Regions from separate parts of the Mus musculus genome. Here region 1 is linked to region 2. A link is a contact called in public Hi-C data. All regions are on one chromosome and are shown on one strand. Each heading gives the region's core, a stretch centred on a gene start, on an enhancer-like site or on the middle of the called end of the contact. The rest is flanking DNA. Distances are from core to core; before and after follow the strand shown. Region 1 overlaps Dnmt3a (DNA methyltransferase 3A). Region 2 overlaps Dtnb (dystrobrevin, beta).

The links. Hi-C and Micro-C count contacts between places; a contact is called where the count stands out from the background.
Region 1: a Hi-C map of bone marrow-derived macrophages shows a contact between it and region 2, with 2.0 times the contacts expected there. The contact joins two enhancer-like sites. A contact is called at or near these places in 11 of 39 promoter capture datasets (the 3T3-L1 cell line, 3T3-L1-derived adipocytes, the C10 cell line and 5 more), 13 of 484 Hi-C or Micro-C datasets (B cells, CD4 T cells, Th17 cells and 9 more), 6 of 115 datasets of contacts at active chromatin or transcription factors (Th17 cells, astrocytes, embryonic stem cells and 3 more) and 3 of 9 other capture datasets (adipose tissue, liver and pancreatic islet).

What each region holds. Positions count from the first base shown.
Region 1 is chr12:3,841,702-3,844,828 of GRCm38.p6, reverse strand. The region is part of intron 2 of Dnmt3a (DNA methyltransferase 3A); the gene reads right to left. Among named protein-coding and RNA genes, the nearest start is that of Dnmt3aos, 19 kb to the left of the region's middle. Within about 2 kb of position 1,333, at least 26 of the 459 cell types and tissues checked have an H3K27ac peak or open chromatin away from gene starts, as enhancers often do. A contact at or near this core is called in bone marrow-derived macrophages, where this site is marked.
Region 2 is chr12:3,696,608-3,699,778 of GRCm38.p6, reverse strand. The region is part of intron 9 of Dtnb (dystrobrevin, beta); the gene reads right to left. Among named protein-coding and RNA genes, the nearest start is that of Dnmt3a, 110 kb to the left of the region's middle. Within about 2 kb of position 1,553, at least 9 of the 459 cell types and tissues checked have an H3K27ac peak or open chromatin away from gene starts, as enhancers often do. A contact at or near this core is called in bone marrow-derived macrophages, where this site is marked.

The DNA of each region.
Region 1 (3,127 bases), core at 84-2,583, 150 kb before region 2:
AGAGGCAGATGTGGAAGGTTATACATTTAAGGTTATCCTTGCCTTTTGGAGAGTTCAAAACCATCTTTGGCTACTACAAAAACAAGCAAAATCAGAAATCAAACCAAACCAAAGACACTTGACCTTCTGGTACAGACAAACACCTGTTCTCATGACCCCATGGGAAAGGCCTCTAGGGTCTTTAACAGCAAACCGTATGCCACGTGGTCCCTCCGTGTGAAAACCCTATGTCACATGGTCCCTCCATGTGCTGCTCACGTGCTTTACCTCATACAAGCTATCCAGGCATGCTACACACAGTCAGCACACTTTGTCCCTGCTGGCTTCAATCCAAACTAGTCCAGCCTAGGAGGAAGCAGCCACCTTACCAGCACTTGAAGAGCACCAGGCCTGGGCCCCAATCCCAGCAGGAAGCACGATGTGCACAGAACAGACCTCCTACTCTGCTGGACCCATATCTAGGTTTGGCTCCCACCTTCCCATGAAGCTCAGTACAGCTTTGTGGAAAGCAAGTTATCAATATAGCATTCTAAAATGGAGGGTATGCTTTCTGCTCTGAGCCTGCCTGTGGGCTGTTCGTACCACTGGGCAGGGAACTGATACACTGATTGGGTGGACAGATGGTCTGGGCCATGCCCTCAGTGACTCCAGGAAGGTCTATCAAGAGGTTTATTCTTGCATCTGTCAGGGGCCTGTCAGTGCCTAAGACGGGTTAAGCAAAGGAATGTGGGCTATGCTTCTCAAATCTGCAAGCAGCACCGATGTCGTCGAATGTCAGCTAATACTGAAATGCAAGAACCTGTGCTGTAGTAACCGGAGCAGCTGGAAACAGCAGCACATTTAGTGGGAACAGATTTGAGCCCAGATTGGCCTCCTCATCCGAGGGGAGGGGGAGACAAAAGGGAAGGGGAGATGAGGGGGGGAGAGGGGGAGACGGAGTGGGAGGGGGAGATGAGGGGGGGAGAGGGAGGAGTCTCAATTAGCCCCTCAAGAACTGTAGCAGGAGTGGGGGGGGGCAGAAATTATAGACGGGTTTTGCAAAGAGCAGGGCTGGGCTGAGCAGGAACTTACACTGTTTACTAGTCACCTTGAACTTAGCCTCTCTGCAGCCTGCATTCCTTATCCATAAGATGGAAATCATGCTTGCTCCACAGCTGGAGCTTGAGAACTAAGTAAGGCGATAGAGGAAGCTGGGAACAGTGACAGTCACTGGGGAACGGCTTACTTCCTCCTGCCTCCATACTAGAATGTTTCACAGGGGCCAGCATTCCCAGCCCGCCAGCAGAGGCCCCCTCCTGGCCTCCAGCAAATCCCAGCTCTCTCTCCTCCATGTGCAGCCATCACTCACAAGCAGACAGATCCCAACATCTGGCTACCGCCGTTGCTATGGTGAGCTATGTGGATGCTGGGGCGGCAGACTTTTCCAAATTGCAAGGTGGACTATGTCATTCTACAGAGCTTTAACCCTCTCTGAGGGGGACCCCAGGGACCTGGAGGATCAAGCCCAACTCCTAGTCTTTGTAAAGGTCCCTGGGCTCTTGCTGAACTGCCTGTGTTTCCTTTCTATCCCAGGGCCCCAACATAGGCAGCGGGTGCAAAAGCAGCTGCTTCCCCAGGCACAGCTACTCCTCCTGCCTAACCCACCTTCCCTGAAGGCTTCCCGGGCTTGCTTTCCCTACCTAGACTGAACGGATAGGTCCTGACAGCCACCCACCCCTGCAATGCTATGAGCTCTTTGAATCGAGTAACCAGAGCTGCTGTTTTTCATTTTGGAGGCAGAGTCTCCCCATGAATTTGAGGCTGACCTCAGACTTGCAATCCTCCTGCCTCCCAGTGCCGGTGCACTAATGTGCTTGGCCAGCAGGGACTTCTCGAGAGGTGAAGGCAGGAGGGTCAGAATTTCTAGGCCAGCCTAGAGTACTTGAGTTTCTGTTCTAAAAACCAACAACAGAAAAGAAAAGAAAAGAAAAGAAAAGAAAAGAAAAGAGAAGAGAAGAAAAGAAAAGAAGAGAAAAGAAAAGGAAAAAAAAGCCTAGCCTGACAGATACTGGGCAACCCTTAGATGAGTGACAGTCACATAGCAGATACTCAGTAAAGAGTAGAGTCCACGCCAGGCGTGGTGGCGCATGCCTTTAATCCCAGCACTCGGGAGGCAGAGGCAGGCGGATTTCTGAGTTTGAGGTCAGCCTGGTCTACAGAGTGAGTTCCAGGACAGCCAGGGCTACACAGAGAAACCCTGTCTCGAAACAAACAAACAAACAAAAAAGAATAGAGTCCACATGCACAAAAGAGACTCACATACAAACCTACAGCGCACAGGGCACAAAGGCACATAGATCTCTATGTCTCCACAGTCACAAACAGGTTGAGCCCAGCCTGGTCTAAAACTTATTATGTAGCCTAAGCTGGCCTCAAAGTACAATAGTCTCCCTCCTCAGTGCGCTAATAGGCATGAGCCAGCACACCTGTTTTGTTTTGCATTGTGTGTTGAGGGAGGCTCTCACTGTATAACTCAGAGTGTCCATGAGTTTGTGGTCCTCCAGGCTGCACGTCTCAAGTGTCAGGGATCTGCTCAACCCCCAACCTTAAACAGATCATCTACACCTTAAATGGAATTGTCACTTTCCTTTTCTGGAAGTCTTTACAGCTTTGGGGAACCTTCAGCTAGGGTGGGCTGTTAGGTTAAGTGGTTCCCACCAGCCTCACTCTAAAATTCTGAGGCTATGATTTGACCTACATTTTAGCACAGCTCACTGGATGGATTATTTTAAGTCACACACATCTTTGCCTTCTGACAAGCTGGGCTATGCCAATAATTGCTCACATTTGTACAATACAGCAAAATCAGCAAAGGATTTCCACATATGCTTTTTTGTTGTTGGGTTTTGAAACAGGCTCCCAAGTGCCTGAGCCAGCCTGGAACCCGACAGGCAGCTGAGACAGGCTTGGACTTCTGATCCTCTCTCCTCTATCTCCCGAGTGCTGGGGTTACAAGCCTGCTCTTCATTTTATGTTTATGATTGACAGAAACCACAGTAGGTGTCATGTTCTCCCATCACACAGGTGGTAAAGTGAAGCTCAGAGCGATTCTGAGATTTGCAGAAGGCAAAGGCGAAGCCTTAAGAAT
Region 2 (3,171 bases), core at 304-2,803:
AGAACAATTCTTTTAATATTTTTTAAAAATTTTTTTTCTTTTTTTTTTTTTTGGTTTTTCGAGACAGGATTTCTCTGTGTAGCCCTGGCTGTCCTGGAACTCAACTCTGTAGACCAGGCTGGCCTCAAACTCAGAAATCCGCCTGCCTCTGCCTCCCGAGTGCTGGGATTAAAGGCGTGCGCCACCAAGCCCGGCTTTAAATTTTTAATTAAGAAACTTTCCAGGTTGAAGAGAAAGCTGGTAAAGCAGGGCCCTACAAACTTGGCAACCTGAACTTTATCTCTAGAACTCAGGAGATGATGTACAGAGGAGCACTGCAGCATGTATTAAGCTAGCTGGCCCACAATCTTCCAGCCATGTCTCCACCTGTCTCTTGGTTAGGGTATTCTGGGACTAGAGATACTACTACTACTACTACTGTCTGGAGGTTTTTATATGGGATCTGAGAATCCAATCCCAGTTTTCAGGCTTGTCAGCAAGCGTTTTACCCACTGAGCTATCTTCTTAGTCCCTAAGTACACACAAACATACATGTTAAATGTATATTCACATATACATATACATACATAAACACATGCATGCACAGGCACACATACATTCAAGTGCTTTAGTATAATCTGCAGTTTCTCAAACCCACTGGGGACTTAGATGTACTCTTCATGGTAAGAGGAACTCCTGCAGACTGGAGGTTGTCTTACGGCTTGCCGTGGTTTGAATGAGAACGGCACCATAGACTCATATGTCTGAATGCTTGGTTCCCAGATGGTGGAACTGTTGAGAAAGGAGTAAGAGATGTGACCTTCCTGGAGAAGGTGTGCCACTTGGTCTCACAGCCCAGTTAGCCTCTGCCTCTATCTGCTGTGTTCACATATGAGGTGTGAGCTCTCAGCTAAGGCTCCAGCCTTCTTCCTTCTTTGTCTGCCTTCTGCCACAATGGTATGGTCCCTAATCCTCATGAATTGCAAACCATAGTAAGCTATTTCTTCTATAAGTTTCCTTGATTGTGGTATATCTTTGCAGCAATAGAAAAGTAACAAAGACAGGGCTGGATCTGTGAGTGCCAATTTATAAAAAAGACAGACACTTCTTTGGATGATGAAAATATCTGCAACCAGATGGTAGTGATGGTTAAAAATGCTATAAATTTAGTAAAAGTAATGTAATTTGCCACAATGAGCAAATTTTATGGTATGTTTATGATGCATATACTTCAAATTTGTTAAGATAACTTTATGTGTTTCTTAAACATTTTTATCTTATTTTATGTGTATGGGTGTTTGCCTATATGTATGTCTGTGTACTATGGTTGTGGAGGACTCAGAGACCATAAGACTGCTTTGGATCCCCTGAGAGAGACAGTCATGAGGTATCATGTATGTGCTGGGAATTAAACTCAGGTTTTCTGAAGAACAACCAGTCTCTTAACCACTCAGCCATCTCCCTAGCCCAATTTTATGTGTCTTTAACCTAATTAAAAAAGGAGGAAGAAGAGAAAGAGAGAACTGGGGAAATGACTTAGTTGGCAAAGTTCTTGCTTTGCAAGCATGAGGAACTTGGTGCTGACTCCCACCCCTCATGTAAAAGCTGAGCATGACAGACAGCACTTCTGTAACCCCAGTGCTGGGGATGGACAAAAAGACAGACAGACCAATGAGCTCAAAGAGAGGGGTGGAGGGAGAGAGAGGGAGGGAGAGAGAAAGACAGAGACAGACAGGCAGGCAGGCAGACAGACAGACAGGGGACACAGTTGTGTTGCTGAGTACTTGCCTAGGATAGATGATGTACTAGGTTTGATTCCCAGCACTACATAAACTAGGTACAGTAGTCTATGCCTACAATCCCAGTGCTGGACAAGTAAAGACTGTATGATTAGAGGCTCAGGAAATTCATGGGGCTAGGGAGATGGCTGGTTATGAAAAATACTTGCCAAAAAATTAAATAAATAAATAAATAAATAAATAAATAAAACCCCCAAAACAAAAAGACAACAAAAAAAGAAAAAGAAAGTAAAATACTTGCTATATAAGCATGAGGATTAGAGTTAAAAGCCCAGAACTCACATGAAAACCAGGGGATATATGACGGTTCACCTGTAATCCCAGTGTTTGGAAGGTGAAGACAGTGGATCCCTGGAATAAGCTAGCAAGCTAAGCAACCAGAATTGCAAAGTTCCTGGTTCAGCAAGAGACCTTGCCTCCGCAGAAACAGAGTGGGGAGCAGCTGAGGAAGACACCCAACATCAGCCTGACCTCTGCGTGTCTGCATGCCTCATATAACCCACCTCGCTAAGAATGGTTTCAGTCACTGAGCAATCCTCCTGACTTAGGCTCCACAGTGCTTATATTACAGACATGATCTACTTTCTATGGCTTGTTATTCTTTTTAATAAATCTTATCTTTATTTTATAAATAATTTAATACCATTTAATTTTTTGAATTAAATTAATCTAAAGATAAATTACAACTTACTGTTATGGGCTGACGAGATGGCTCAGTTGGCACAATAGCTGCTGAATCAATGTAAACAGCCATGAGCGGTGAGTGGTGCACGGCTGCAATGTCTGAGAGGCAGAGAGACAGGAGGATCCCTAAAGCTTTTGGTTAAATTAGCATGTTCCAGGTTCTGTGAGCAACCTTGTCTCAAAAAATAAGGTAGAAGGCTGGGGAGAGGCTTCAGTGGGGAGGATACCTGCTGCCAAGCTTGACGACCTGTTCGATAGCCAGTGCCCACACAGCAGAGACAATCAGCTCTCACAAAGTTTACTCTCATGTGAACACACAAAATACATAAAATGTAATAAAAAAGAATAAGGTAGGGCTGGAGAGATGGCTCAGCAGTTAAGAGCACTGATTGCTCTTCCTGGGTCCTGAGTTCAAATCCCAGCAACCACATGGTGGCTCACAACCATCTGTAATGAGATCTGATGCCCTCTTCTGGTGTGTCTGAAGACAGCTACAGTGTACTTATAATAAATACATAAATAAATAAATACATCTTTTTTTAAAAAAAAAAGAATAAGGTAGCGAATAATTAAAAACACATACCTGGCCGGGCGTGGTGGCGCACGGCTTTAATCCCAGCACTCGGGAGGCAGAGGCAGGCGGATTTCTGAGTTCGAGGCCAGCCTGGTCTACAGAGTGAGTTCCAGGACAGCCAGGGCTACACAGAGA